Linked DNA regions of Gossypium arboreum: region 2 is linked to region 1. A link is a contact called in public Hi-C data. All regions are on one chromosome and are shown on one strand. The core of a region is the stretch at or near the end of the contact, and the rest is flanking DNA. Distances in the headings are between cores, read along the strand shown. Region 1 holds the start of LOC108463107 (auxin-responsive protein SAUR71-like). Region 2 holds the start of LOC108463332 (22.0 kDa class IV heat shock protein-like).

What was found. Hi-C and Micro-C count contacts between places; a contact is called where the count stands out from the background.
Region 2: a Hi-C map of leaf shows a contact between it and region 1, with 1.8 times the contacts expected there. The contact joins the promoter of LOC108463332 here to the promoter of LOC108463107 in region 1. A contact is called at or near these places in 2 of 5 Hi-C or Micro-C datasets (both in leaf).

What each region holds. Positions count from the first base shown.
Region 1 is chr13:104,095,465-104,102,085 of ASM2569848v2, forward strand. LOC108463107 (auxin-responsive protein SAUR71-like) reads left to right here and starts at 3,521. Exons shown (of 1, transcript XM_017763055.2): 1 at 3,521-4,462. The coding sequence starts at 3,697. The coding sequence ends at 4,128.
Region 2 is chr13:104,309,099-104,315,719 of ASM2569848v2, forward strand. LOC108463332 (22.0 kDa class IV heat shock protein-like) reads right to left here and starts at 3,679. Exons shown (of 1, transcript XM_017763283.2): 1 at 2,877-3,679. The coding sequence starts at 3,529. The coding sequence ends at 3,029.

The sequences.
Region 1 (6,621 bases), core at 2,271-4,770:
AAAAATGTATACATGGAAGATTACAAGTAAATATAACTAATAATATTGAAAATATACATATGCATAATATATATATAACATGATATTTAAAACACATATATATAATATATAAAATTATATATAATACACTATATAAGTATATTACATGCATACATATATATAAAATTATACATTAAGACATATAGTGAGTACATTTAATATAATAAATATAAATATTAAAATTAATAAATAACAAAAAATGAAAACAAATAAATCGAAAATAAAACAGTAAATTGACAAAGAGGGACTAAATCGAATTAAAGATCAAAGTTTAGGGCGAATTTTAAAAGAAATAAATGGCAAAGGACTAAACTGCACGCGCAAACAAGCCGAAGGGACCAAAATAGAAAATATCCCCTACTATCAAAACGCTGCGCAGCACGGAGGGGTCAAATTGCAAAGTGAAACAAATTATGGTGCCAAATTGAAAATGAAAAAACTTGATTGTAAAACCCCAGAAAAGCGGAAAGGCTAAAAGCGCAATTAGCCCTCCCGTTTTAAAAAACACGCGGATCCTGCCGGAGCGGGTGGGTCGACCTGACCCGGGGCCCAAAACGGTGTCGTTTTATTATTAAACGGAGGGGACCAAAACGGTGCGTTTTGGTCCCCTATAAAAATCAAAAATTTTTTAAAATTTCATTTGTACTGGGGGGAAAGAAAAAAAAAAGAAGAGGGAAGGAGAGAAGAGGGAGAGGGGGAGAGGAACCCGGCCATGGGCGATCACACGGGCTCATGGCTGGCAAGCACTGCCACCGTGCACAGTGGTAGAAAAGGTAATTTTTTTTTTTTTTAGTTAAATAATGTTTTATATATATATATATATATGTGTGTGTGTATATAGATGTATTTGAGTAAAAAAGGAAAAAAAACGAAAAGAAAAGAAAAGAAACGGATTCGGTAAAAAATCACCTTTTTGCCTTCAATATTGGTTATGGTATTCGGATCTCTTTGCTGTTTGAATCACGATTTATGTATGTTTGTATTGAAAGCTATTGTTGTATTTGAAACTCTTTTTATTTTCTGTTCATGTTGTTTTTTTCAAAAATCTCGTTTTTACCAATTTTCATTTGGCTTTATAGCCTGTTTTTACAATGTTTTCTATTGTTTTTCCTGTCTTTTCATCTTAAACTCCTTGCAGATGCAGAGGGATGGTAGAGACATGATCGGTGGAGCGGCGGAGCAGGCTTTTGGCAGAGGGTAAGTGGCCGAAGGTCAAGGGGTGGTTAAGGGTGAAGACTCTAGGTGCGGTGCACCCAGGGTTGGTTGCTGATTAGGGTTAGGTGTTTTGCTAGGGGTTTGGGTTAAGTTTAGGTTAGTGGGTATGGGTTAGATAATTGGGTTAAGGTTGGGCTGATATTGTATTTGGGTTTGATGGGTTAAGGTTGATGGGTTAGAGTAGTAAATGCGTTGAGGTTGGGTTAATGTTTTGTTGTATTGGGTCCAAAATTGGCCTAAACAGTTAGAATGGTAGTTCTTGATCCTTGGGAGGTACTAAATAAATGACTACCTGAATCGGGGTTTTGAACATAAAGATTCCATTGACCTAAAAAAAATAGGCCTAACCCTTGGGGATGCAGTGATACATCTAAGAAATTATTCCATCAAACATATCCCCCCCAAGATCTAGGAATAGCGACATAGACTAAGTGTCATGTCCAAGCCAAGGAACTTACTTCGAATAGTCCTGACAAATGATGATTGAGACGAGATTCGGTATTTTTAAACCACAAACCGCTCAGTTTCCATTTTGGTTGTAGGTGTAACCAACCTGCTATTAAGGATAGAGCAGAAAGAAATAATAGAAAAAAAGGCTCCAGTATAAAGATCTTCATTAGTACGTAACCCGATTGTATACCATCATTGATAAACACAAGAGTAAGCGATATTCATTGGACCAGGAGTGCCCCCTCTAGTAAAAGTTTCCGCCGCTGGTTGACCAAAATAAGAATCCCAAATTGCATGAGCAATCGACTTTACATGTAAAGGATCCTATATCCATGCCTCAAAATTTCCCTGCCAAGGTACATGAAATAGATTTTCGGAAGTCCACAGAAAAATTATTGCTAATTGCCCGAAGTGAGAAACAAAAATATTCTAATAAATACATTCCTCAATAATATCATCATGACTCTCGAAGTCATGCGCGATATTAATACCAAACCAAATACGACGATTAATGGGGTCCTGAGCTAATCATTGGCTAAACCTTGGAAATCTTAATGCCATAATGCCTTTCAAATCCTCCTAGATATTATCCTACTGTAATAATTCTTGTTAAGAAGAATGCCCATGTTGTGGCAATTCCACCCAGAAGGTAATGGGTTACCCTTACAGCACGTCCTTGTACAATGCTCAAGGCTCTAGACTGAGTAGCAGGAGCAACTTTTAATTTATTATGAGGCCAAACGAAGGATTCAATATGTTCTTGCCAATAACCACATCCGCTGAATAGAAACATTAAACTAAAAACCCATACAAAATGAGCACCTAAGTAAAGAAGGCCATATGCAGATAATGAAGAACCATAAGACTAAATTACTTGGGATGCTTGTGCCCATAAGAAATATTGTAGCCATCCATTAATAGAAATAGAACTCTGCCCAAAATTTCCTCCTGTGATATGAGTTACCACCCCTTGATCACTTATAGTACCCCAAACATCTGACTGCATTTTCCAACTGAAATAGAATATTACTACTGAAATTGAATTGTACATCCAGAATAGTCCTAAGAAGACATGATCCCAAACGGATACTTGACATGTCCCCCCTCTTCCAAGCCCATCACAAGGGAAACGAAAATCGAGATTTACTTTATCCAGTACCAAATGCAAGCTGAGAGCAAATAAAACACCTTTCAGGAGTGTCAATACCGTCATATGAATCGTAAATGCATGAATGTGATGGACCAAAAAATCTGCGGTTCCTAATGGAATAGGTAACAAAGTAACTTTGCCACTTACTGCCACTAAATCACTGCCTCCCCAAGTTAAACTGGTGCTCGCTATTGCACTAGGTGCTGAAGTATGGGTGTTATATATGCAAAGTAATAATTTTTAAAAAAATAATTATACGATGAGATTTTAAGTTGAGAATGTATCAAAATTTTAAATTATAAGTGAAATTTTGGCATGCATATCAAATTTCTTTTACATAAATTAGTCGTTAATAATTTTCTTTCTTATGTTTTAGGATTAATTTAATATTATTGGTTAAAACTTTTATTATTATAAAAGATGAAAACATTTTTCAAAAGGCAAACATTCATAGTAGATCACCATCGTAGTTTCTATAATCAAACTAAAAATGTATAAATTTAATATAAGATAAAAAGTAAATTCAAATAAAAAATGAAAGAAAATAAAATAAAATAATGAGAGTAATAGTACCTGGCAAGTACTCCTAGTTGTACCCTTCTTTCTCTCTCATCAGCATGTCATCACTATCCTTTGTTTAATTCTCTCTTTCCTCCTCTTTATATATTGCGCCCCTCACTCTCCTTCCTCCCTACTCTCTCCCTCTCGTCTCTTCTCTTCTTCAACCAAAACTAAACAGCGACGAGGACTCCACAACCACGATTGGTACTAACTAATTGCTTCACCTTCACACTCGAAGATTCCACTTCTTTTCTTTTCTTTTCTTTTTCATAAAACGCCAAATGAAACAACTCATCCGCCGTTTCTCCCGCGTTGCCGATTCTTCCTCCCAATACAGGCTCCTCCGTTCCGACACCTCCAACAGAGAACGCGCCACCCCCACGCGTTCAGCCGAATCATTCCTCATCGCTGTCTCCTCGGTGAAAAAGCCGGGACGGCGGTCGGTTCCCCAAGGCCATGTGCCGGTGTATGTGGGGGAGGAAATGGAACGATTCGTTGTGAACGCCGAGTTGCTGAACCACCCGGTTTTCGTTGGGTTGCTTAATAAGTCGGCTCAGGAGTATGGGTATGAGCAAAAAGGGGTGCTTCGTATTCCCTGTCACGTGCTAGTTTTCGAACGGGTAATGGAAGCCTTGAGACTTGGGGTTGAGTCACGTGACCTCCAAGATCTGCTTCGTTCTTTCTCCGACGACTGTTGTTTTCTCGATTTCTAGGAGGAATAGAAAGGACATTTAAAACGCCGTCGTTTCCGCTTGTGTAAATATATATAGAAAGGTTAAAAGGAAGAAAACTGAAGAAATTTTTAGGGTTTTCTTTTTTTTTCTTTTTTTTTTTGTAGTCCTTCCCTGTAAAGAGGACTGCACAGAAATGGAGAAATTGCCTTTTTCCCCTATATATTTGATTTAATTTATTTTTCTTTGTTTAGAAATTCATTCTGAAAGGAAAGCCGAATGTGAGACAAGGTAAAGTTTGAGACTCTGACAGCTATCATTCATGTGCTTAGCGGTTATATAATGCAAAAATTTTTCTGTTTGTTTTGAAGGAAAAGTGAAAGGGAAAATTAGCAAATTTGAATTACAAAAACAATATTTTTAATTTCCTTTGATGCTTGGAAAATCACGAATAACCCCAAAAGAGGTTCTTGGTTCCATTCATTGTGAGGTTTTCCTGCACTTCACAAAATATAAATTATAGTCTTTCTTTTCTTTTATTTTTTTCAAAGAATTATACTCTTTATAGACAGTATAATTGGGATAATAATATAGGTTGAAAATCACAAACAAGAACAAAACAATAGGGGGCAGATCTCAAATTTGGCGAAACATTAGGTGATTATTGTCTACTCCAATGTATTCTGTGACGGTGGCTTGGGATCACAACGGAATGGAGGTAGGGGTAAAGAATTGTTGTTGGATAAAATGACTGATTTTCATTAATAGATTATATAATTAGAAGATAAACTAAACAATCATCATAGCACTTGTAATTAAGGAGTAGGGAATTGTTTATTATATTAAAAATAGTGCTTCATGTCATTTTATTTCATTTATCATTTTTAATTTAATAGTATGATATAATTATGTGATATTAAATTTCACAATTACTTTCACATTCATCAAATTCAAACTTTAAATACTGATTTAATCCTATAATTATTTAATTTAATATTATAAAAGGATATATCTATAATTTTGTTCATCAACATAAACTCGGTTTACATTATTCTTTAAATATACAACATATTCATACATATATGATGTTAGTATATAAATTTAGTACATATTAGAAATTAGCAGAGTCACCATCTTGAGAACTTTTTTAAAAAATCATTAATATCAGATATAAGAGTTATTTTGGTGGTTTAAAATTTAATTAAAAGATACGTCTACTTTTTTTAAATAATTTATTTTTTAAAATTTTAAATAAATTTGATAGGTTAAAAGTTTTGGTTAAAATATATAATTAGTTTTAAAAGAAAAAATTGATAAAAGACTTAATTATTTGTATATGCTTTCATTTTATAAATATTTTATTATTATTATTATTGAGTTAACTCATGATACTAAGTCAATTAAATATTTTATTGTAGTACAGATATTAAACAGGGTGTTAATAAGGGAATAGAGGTATCCAGGGGCCGGTCCCAACCAAAATCTTAGGCCGTTTGCTAGGCTCGGCCCAAAAAATAAGCTTAAAATTTTACTCAAGTCCTGTCGAATAAAAACTCTAAAACCAGTATTCGACCCGTAATAAATTTTTTATATAAATTTTTCAAAAGTATAATACATCAAAATACTAAACAACATTAAAATAAATGTTTCCCAACAACTTGAAAATAAATAAAAAATATGTATACTTAAACAACACTAAGATAGATACAACTTAACAAACAAATGCCTCTAAAATATTAAAAAATTAACAATAAAACAAGAATTATACAAAGTCTAAACAATAACAATAAAATAATAGTAACATAATAGTGAAATTGTAGCAAAATAGTGAGAAAACAATAAAATAGCAGAAAAACAGTAAAAAAAAGCAAGAAAACAACAACAAAAAAATAACAGTTTTTTTTTTTACAAAATCAGGCCGGGCTGAGCTCGGGAAAAAAAACTAACCCGAGGTCCAGCCCCTTTTCTAAGCAAGCTATTTTTTTATCCAAACTCATTTTTTAAATTTATATTTTTACTCAAATTTTTCCATTTTTCGAGCAAATCTTCAAACTAAAATGCACAGTATGTAAGAATACACAAGAAGCCAAAATTATTTATGGTTACTTTTTAGTTAATTCTAAAATTAACTCACTCAAATTATTTTTTTAGCTCTTGATTAAATGGTGAAATTCATTTTTACTTTTTAAAAATATTAATAATTCAATTTAAACTATCTTTAACATAAATTAGCTTTAATCTCCTAAAATTTTATAATATATTTGAAGCATACATAAAATAATATAAATGATAAAATAATAAATTTAAAAGTTGGGCGGAATTCCATGGTGTGAGTTTTTATGGTTACTTTTTTACTCAAGGGGTGATAAGGATTTCGTTGGATCAAATTTTTAAAAAATAAATTTGAAGTTGTTTTTGTTAATTTAAATAAAAAAGAATAATTATAAAATAAATGAAAATGAATTATGAAATGATCGGAATAACTGCTTAACCATTTTTATTTGAATCAATTTTGTGAGTAGTGGTATTCCAACG
Region 2 (6,621 bases), core at 2,429-4,928, 210 kb after region 1:
GTTTCAGCATCACAATGAGTTTTTCTTCCTGACCTTTAGTTAGCTTAGCTAAAATAATCACAGCCAAAGTAGAGGCGTCACCTAAATAAACAAATTTTAAATGTGAAGGAAGTATCTTAAGTTATAATTTAGGTGATTCCTAGATTCACGCTTTTGGTTGGAAATTTTTTAGTTTGCTAATTCCAATGATTCAAAGTGGGATTGAGGAACAAATCCCCTTGAGTTAGCTTCAAGCAAAGCTTAATGTTTCTCCCTAACTTCAAGCAAAGCTTAATATTTCTCCTTACCTCATCTCTTGGGGATCTAACATTAAAACTCGTTCTAATGTGTCCTTAGTAAAATTGAGTTCCCATTCTGCGGCTAATTCCTCTAACTCAACCACTATAGAACATTCATCAATTATGTTAGGAAATCGTATAGATTTAAATATGTTAAATATTACTTGGTCGTCTTGAACACGCATGGTAAGCTCATTCTTCTGCACATCAATAAAGGTCTTTTCAGTTGCTAGGAAAGACCTTCCTAAGATGATTGACACTTCTTAATCTACTTTAAAGTCTAAAACAACAAGGTTAGTAAGAAAGATAACTTTACGTACTAATACATCCTTGATTTTACCTTCCAGATGTGCTGAGGATCAATCTACTAACTGAAGCGTAACCATAGTTGGTTTAAGTTCCCCTATCCCTAGTTTCTAGAACACGGACATGGGCATCAGCTTGATACTTGCCCATAAGTCACACAATGCCTTACCACAATAAGTTTTCCCGATATTGCAGGGTATGGTAAAACATCCTAGATCCTTTAATTTTAGGGGTAGCTTATCTTACAGTAATGCACTACACTTCTTTGTCAAAGCTATTGGCTCAAATTCTCTAAGTCTCTGTTTATTGGACAAGATATCCTTTATAAATTTGACATAGTTTGGCATTTGCTCAAGAGCTTCCACCAACAGAATGTTGATGTGAAGTTGCTTGAGTACGTCTAAGAACTTCGTAAACTGGACTTTTTGTTTCTACTTCTGAAGTCTTTGAGGGTAGGGCGGTGGAAGATTATTTACTTGTGCTGGACAATTTGTCTGCTGTGACATTTCTGCGTCTAACAAAGATGTTAGTTTATCAAAATTAACTGGGTTAGAAATTACCTTATTAGTTTTTGCAAATTTTGGTTCTGGTGGAGTTGGATTTTCAACACTCAGTTGAACTTCCACTTTATAACGAACATCCGTTGGCTCCTCTACAACTTCGACAGTGTTGGGTTGTATCGTTTTTCCACTCCTTAGAGTCAATGCTTTACAATTCTCCTTTCCCATATTTCTTGGATTTTTCGTATCACTAAGCAAAGCACCTTGTGGTCGGTTCCTAAGTTCAGATGCAAGTTGACCCACTTGATTCTCCAAATTCCTTAAAATGGCATCATTCTTTGCCATATATGCCTTCAATAGGTTTTCCAAACTATTGAAAGGTTGTACTTGTGGTGGTTTTTGAACTTGTTGAGTAAATCCAGCTGGTTGGGTCAGTCTGAGTTGCAGATAAGTGTTATTGGGACCAGCCCTTTGGTTACTCCAGGAAAAATTCGGGTGGTTTCGTCAAGATGGGTTATAAAAATTGGATTGTGGTCCTTACCTACCTTGGTTCTGGTTTTGGTTACCCACCTAATACACGGATTTTAGGTTTGATGGGCAATTTTCGAACAAGTGACAATCCAACCATTGAATTAATCTATATAATTTTACTCGCCATGCATTTAAAATTTTGAATTGATCCGATATCTTTATTATACTAATCCAAAATATTATATATTAATATTTATTGAATGGTTGAAAGTTTTTATATAAACCATAGTTAAAAATTTTAAATTCACTCTGAATTTGACATGCATAATTTACATGAATGGAACATGAAATAGAATAGTTGAATTGTTAAAATATTAATAGTATAAAAGTTATACAAGAGTGTAAAAATCACTATAAAGTTACACCAATATAAATGTATCCTCTTCATATATATATATATATATATATAATATGGAGTGATTTAAAGAGGGTTTAAATTTTTCTAAATTTTTAATTTTCAAGAGTGAATTTATTTGTTTAAATATACATAAGAAAAAAATTCAAAATTTATATGAATTCAATTTTTCCTCTTCAAATTTCAATCGTAAAATTTTAAAATTTTAGATATTTTAAAAAGCTAACATTTTAAAATTTTTGAATTGTAATTGTTTTGTTTGGATAAATAATTATTTTATAAAAATTAAATTATTGAAACTTTATCAATATAAAAATAATATTAAAATAAATAGCATAATATGGATTTATTAAATTTGTAAAAATTATAAATATCTTTAATAAAATAAAAATATATTGTAATAAATAAAATTAATTTTTGAAATTTAAATTCTTTATTTTATAATGAAATTGTGTGCTTTAAATAAATTAAAATCATGAGAAATTAAAAAAACACTTTGAATAAAATTTAAAAAAATTAAACTACTCAAATCTCTTCAATTCCTCACAAATTTTAAAATTCTCTCTTATATTTATCTAAATAAATAAATTCTTTTTAAAATTTTTAAAACTTAAGTATAAATAAAATTTATTTTTAAATCTCCTATCCAAGCACATCCTCAAATAAATAAATTAATTTTTAAATTTCTGAAAGTTAATATTATAAATTATATAAATGAAAATGATTCTGCCTTCGTGTAGCATATCGAGGTTGAAATATCTTTAAACACATTTAACAAAACAAACCTTGAGAGAGAGGAGCAGACAAAGATGATTCGTTAGGAAAACATAATAGCATCGTGAAAATCAAATTTTAGGTACACCAATATCTTACATTGCATTACGTTACATTATAATTTTGATAATATTTTTATTCAATTTTAGTAATTATTTTCTCATATATATTCATCTACATAAACAGGCTGGAAAAAGTTTTGAAAGCCATGAAAAACAATTCAAGGATGGGTCTAAAGCCCCTGCTTGGCATCGTTACCCTGAAGCTTGGGTGCTTAGTTAGCCTCACCAAGCAATGTGGACAACCCTCGGACCCTTAATCTTATCGGGAGACAACTTGGCCAATGACAAAGTAAGCACCCCATTTTCAAGCTTAGCCTTTACAGTGTCCAAGTCTACGTTCTCAGGCAGCCTAAATTGTCTCCAAAACTTGCCATAGGAGCGTTCTACCCTGTGCCAATGATCGCCCTTCTTCTCTTCCTCTCTCTTCCTTTCCCCGCTCACCCTCAGCACACGGTTCTCTTCCACTTCAATCTTCAGCTCTTCCTTCTTCAACCCCGGCACATCCAACATTATCCTATGCCCCTCCGCTGTTTCCTTCCAGTCCACCCTGGCTGGAGACAGTGCCAAGCTCTCGTCCCTCTCCAGGGTAAGTGGGATTTGCTCTAACACTCGGGACGGATCAGGCAATAACAGACTGCCACTCCCTGGATCCATGAATGGCAGCAAACTCGATCCATTGCATAGGCCAACATAACACGCCAAGAGCAACAGCAAGAGCCTCATTGTGTATATATGCTGAGTAAGAGTGAACTAGATTTCTTGAATTGGAAGTCTGGAACTAGTGACTTAAAGGGAACGCTACTTCAATGTTAAATTCTATTGCCATTGTAAGAAGATTTGAGGGGATATTTATATGTGGATAAAAGTAGTGAAATTCTTGAAATTTCTGATAATGTAATTAATTTGTAAGAAACTGGGAAGATTCTAGCGATAACTAAACTCAGCAGCACAGTGCGAATCGAAAAAAGAGCAGCCGATAGGCTAGGTTCTAGAGTCTTTCATGTCTAATTACCTTTGTCTATTGGATCTATTCCAAGTTTCCTCCACAGCCCTAGTCTAGTCGGATTTAATATTTCTTTTGTTTGTATTATTATATTATATGGTTTTAGCAAAAAGATATAGCCCTTCCTTTTGGACTGGAGGGAAGATAGGTCCCAAGTTTGGATTATCATAAGGCAAGCTTTCCGTGGGCTTAGCATTAAAACTAGTTTGGATCAACATCGAAGGCCTTATGCTTTCCGGGACTAATTGCCTGCTATTCATTTGAAGGCAAGGTGAGGACAAGCCTAAGAACTACTTACTAGAACCTGCAATACTGGCTTTTGCTTGACGTGTTTCTTATTTCTATAAATGATCATATATGGATATTAGAACATTTTAACAAACAGTGTTTTGTTGTTAAGAGTTTTGACATGTTGGAAAAACTGCAAGGAACACATCAATCAGTCATGGACCATGGTGTCCTTTGCAATGCTTTAGCCAAAGCCTGGTTGCACCACATCAATAATGGTTTTCCCAAGAAAATATTCAGCGGTTTCATATTTGTGTAAACTGTAAAGTTCAACTTAAAATTTAAGAATGAGTATCATTTTAAAGTTCAATTTAATGTAAAGAATGAATTATTTTACATCTTTTTGCTTGATAGCTCCAACTTAAGTTGAACCAAATAAATATGGTTTTGTAAAAAATAGAACAATACAGTTCCATAGAAAGATTAACACGTTCTTGGCTTAGTAGTAAAATGTTATGTTGTGTTTGCTTGAGATGGCAGCATGAAGCATTGACAGACATTATTAGATTATAAATTCTGTTAGTCTGTTACTAATTTGTCATACAGGCTGGAATATTGTTAGTAAGTGGTTAGCAACAGTTAGTCATAACAGTCAGTCATACGAGTATAACAAATTAGTAACAGACTAACAGAGTCTATACTCTAATAGACATTATGAATAGTTACTACCCTCAGTCGCCATTGCTTCTCACTTTGTAATTGACAATTAGATATCTAAAGATTTACTTTTTGTCTCCCATATTTTTTTCACATGTTCACCTGACACTCACTTTTTCGTGTTTCGTTTACTACTTTTAAATCCTATCTTTACAATAACATTTTTAATTAAAAAATTATTTTCAAAAGAAAATAACAGCAAAATTTCCAATGCCTGCAGGGATTATAACATGCCAAGTAGGTTATCTCTAGTCATGCTTCTTGCAACCTAATCTGCCACACAATTACATTTCCCAAACGAGTGACTAAAATGGACAAAGGAGCAATAAGAAATAATAGATAAAATGGCATCCGCAGCAACTTTAATCACCCGGGGGGATTTGTAAGGGTCTGTGAGGGTATTAATTACAACATTATTATCTGACTCAAATGTCACATTTCTCCAGTAGCAACTCATTATCAAATTGGCACTAAGCCTTAAAAGCTACATCGTATATACACTTGCACGAATGGGTGAAATTTATTAAATTTTAATCATAAAAGTTGTCAATTTTTAAGTTTGAAAAATCAGTAGACTTGCGATAACTTTTTGGATGGAATCATGATATTTCTAGGTTAAGATGTCTTCATGGCATTTGAAGGTCTATCTCTTAGCTTCAAAACACATTTCTAATCATTCGATTTTGATTTCGAGATCTCAAGTTATGACCGTTTTAGTGAAGACTGCGAGAGCAGAATTTTTGAACAGGATTATGATGGGAATTACGAATTTCAAGCTTTCAATTCGATTTTAAATTATATTGAGTTCCAAGTTTAGGCCTAATTTTTATTATATATGAGCCCAATATTATATTTATCTACTCTTACTATTTTATTATTATTTTATTCTAAATTTTATAATTATTAAGTATTTTAAGTTATTTAGGAGTTTTATGTTAATAAGAAAGTTTAGTTTAAAACTACTTCTTATTTAGATTAAATCAAAGTTCTAGTATACTTAATAGTTTTATTTAGATTTATTTAATTTCATTATCATTCAACTTCTCTTTTGAGTTTATAAATTCTCTTTGAGTTTTTTTTTTTAAGAATTTCTCTTAAGTTTCTTTCGTAAGAGTTTTAACAATCTTTATAAATTATGGGGATCATTTTCAACCTTTTCTTATCAAGTTTTCTTTCTTGAAGGGGAAATTAGAACCACTTGAAGAGGGTTGTAGATTCTTCATATTTCTAAGGCCTCTTAGGACTTCTACATACCACGTTCTATATTTCCATCTATATTCTTTATTTTCTTTCTTATTATACTAATTGTAGATTGATTATTCTATTTTAATTATCTTAGTTATTTATTTTAATTGTTTTATCTAACTTGGATTTGATTGCGTTTCAGATTGTTTCAAAAATTCAAGTTTCTTTTCGAACGTCTAGAGCCCTAAGTCAAATCCTTGACTTTAACAAACTTTATGATCTGCTTCCGCATTCATTTGTTTCATTCTTTATGACTATGACTTCAATCACTTTGCTTGGTACCTTCTATAATCTTTCTGGCGTAGTATACCTACAATATTTTTCAGGTTTTAGTAGCAGCATCACCATTAATTTTGATTGTGTCCATCCCTTAGTTCAATGTAACTATCAACAACAGTAGACAAAAACGACAAATGAGAAATAGATTACATGTGTAAGAGATAACTTAGGATTAATTATATTTTTGTAATTATTATTTAATTATATCTGAAATTAAATTAAATAATCATTGTTGTTTAATTTTATTTGAATAATTACATATGTTTACATATAAAATCTAGTACGATCATGATTTTAACGAAATTAGAACTGAATTTTATAAATTAATCAATTATTTCCTTAA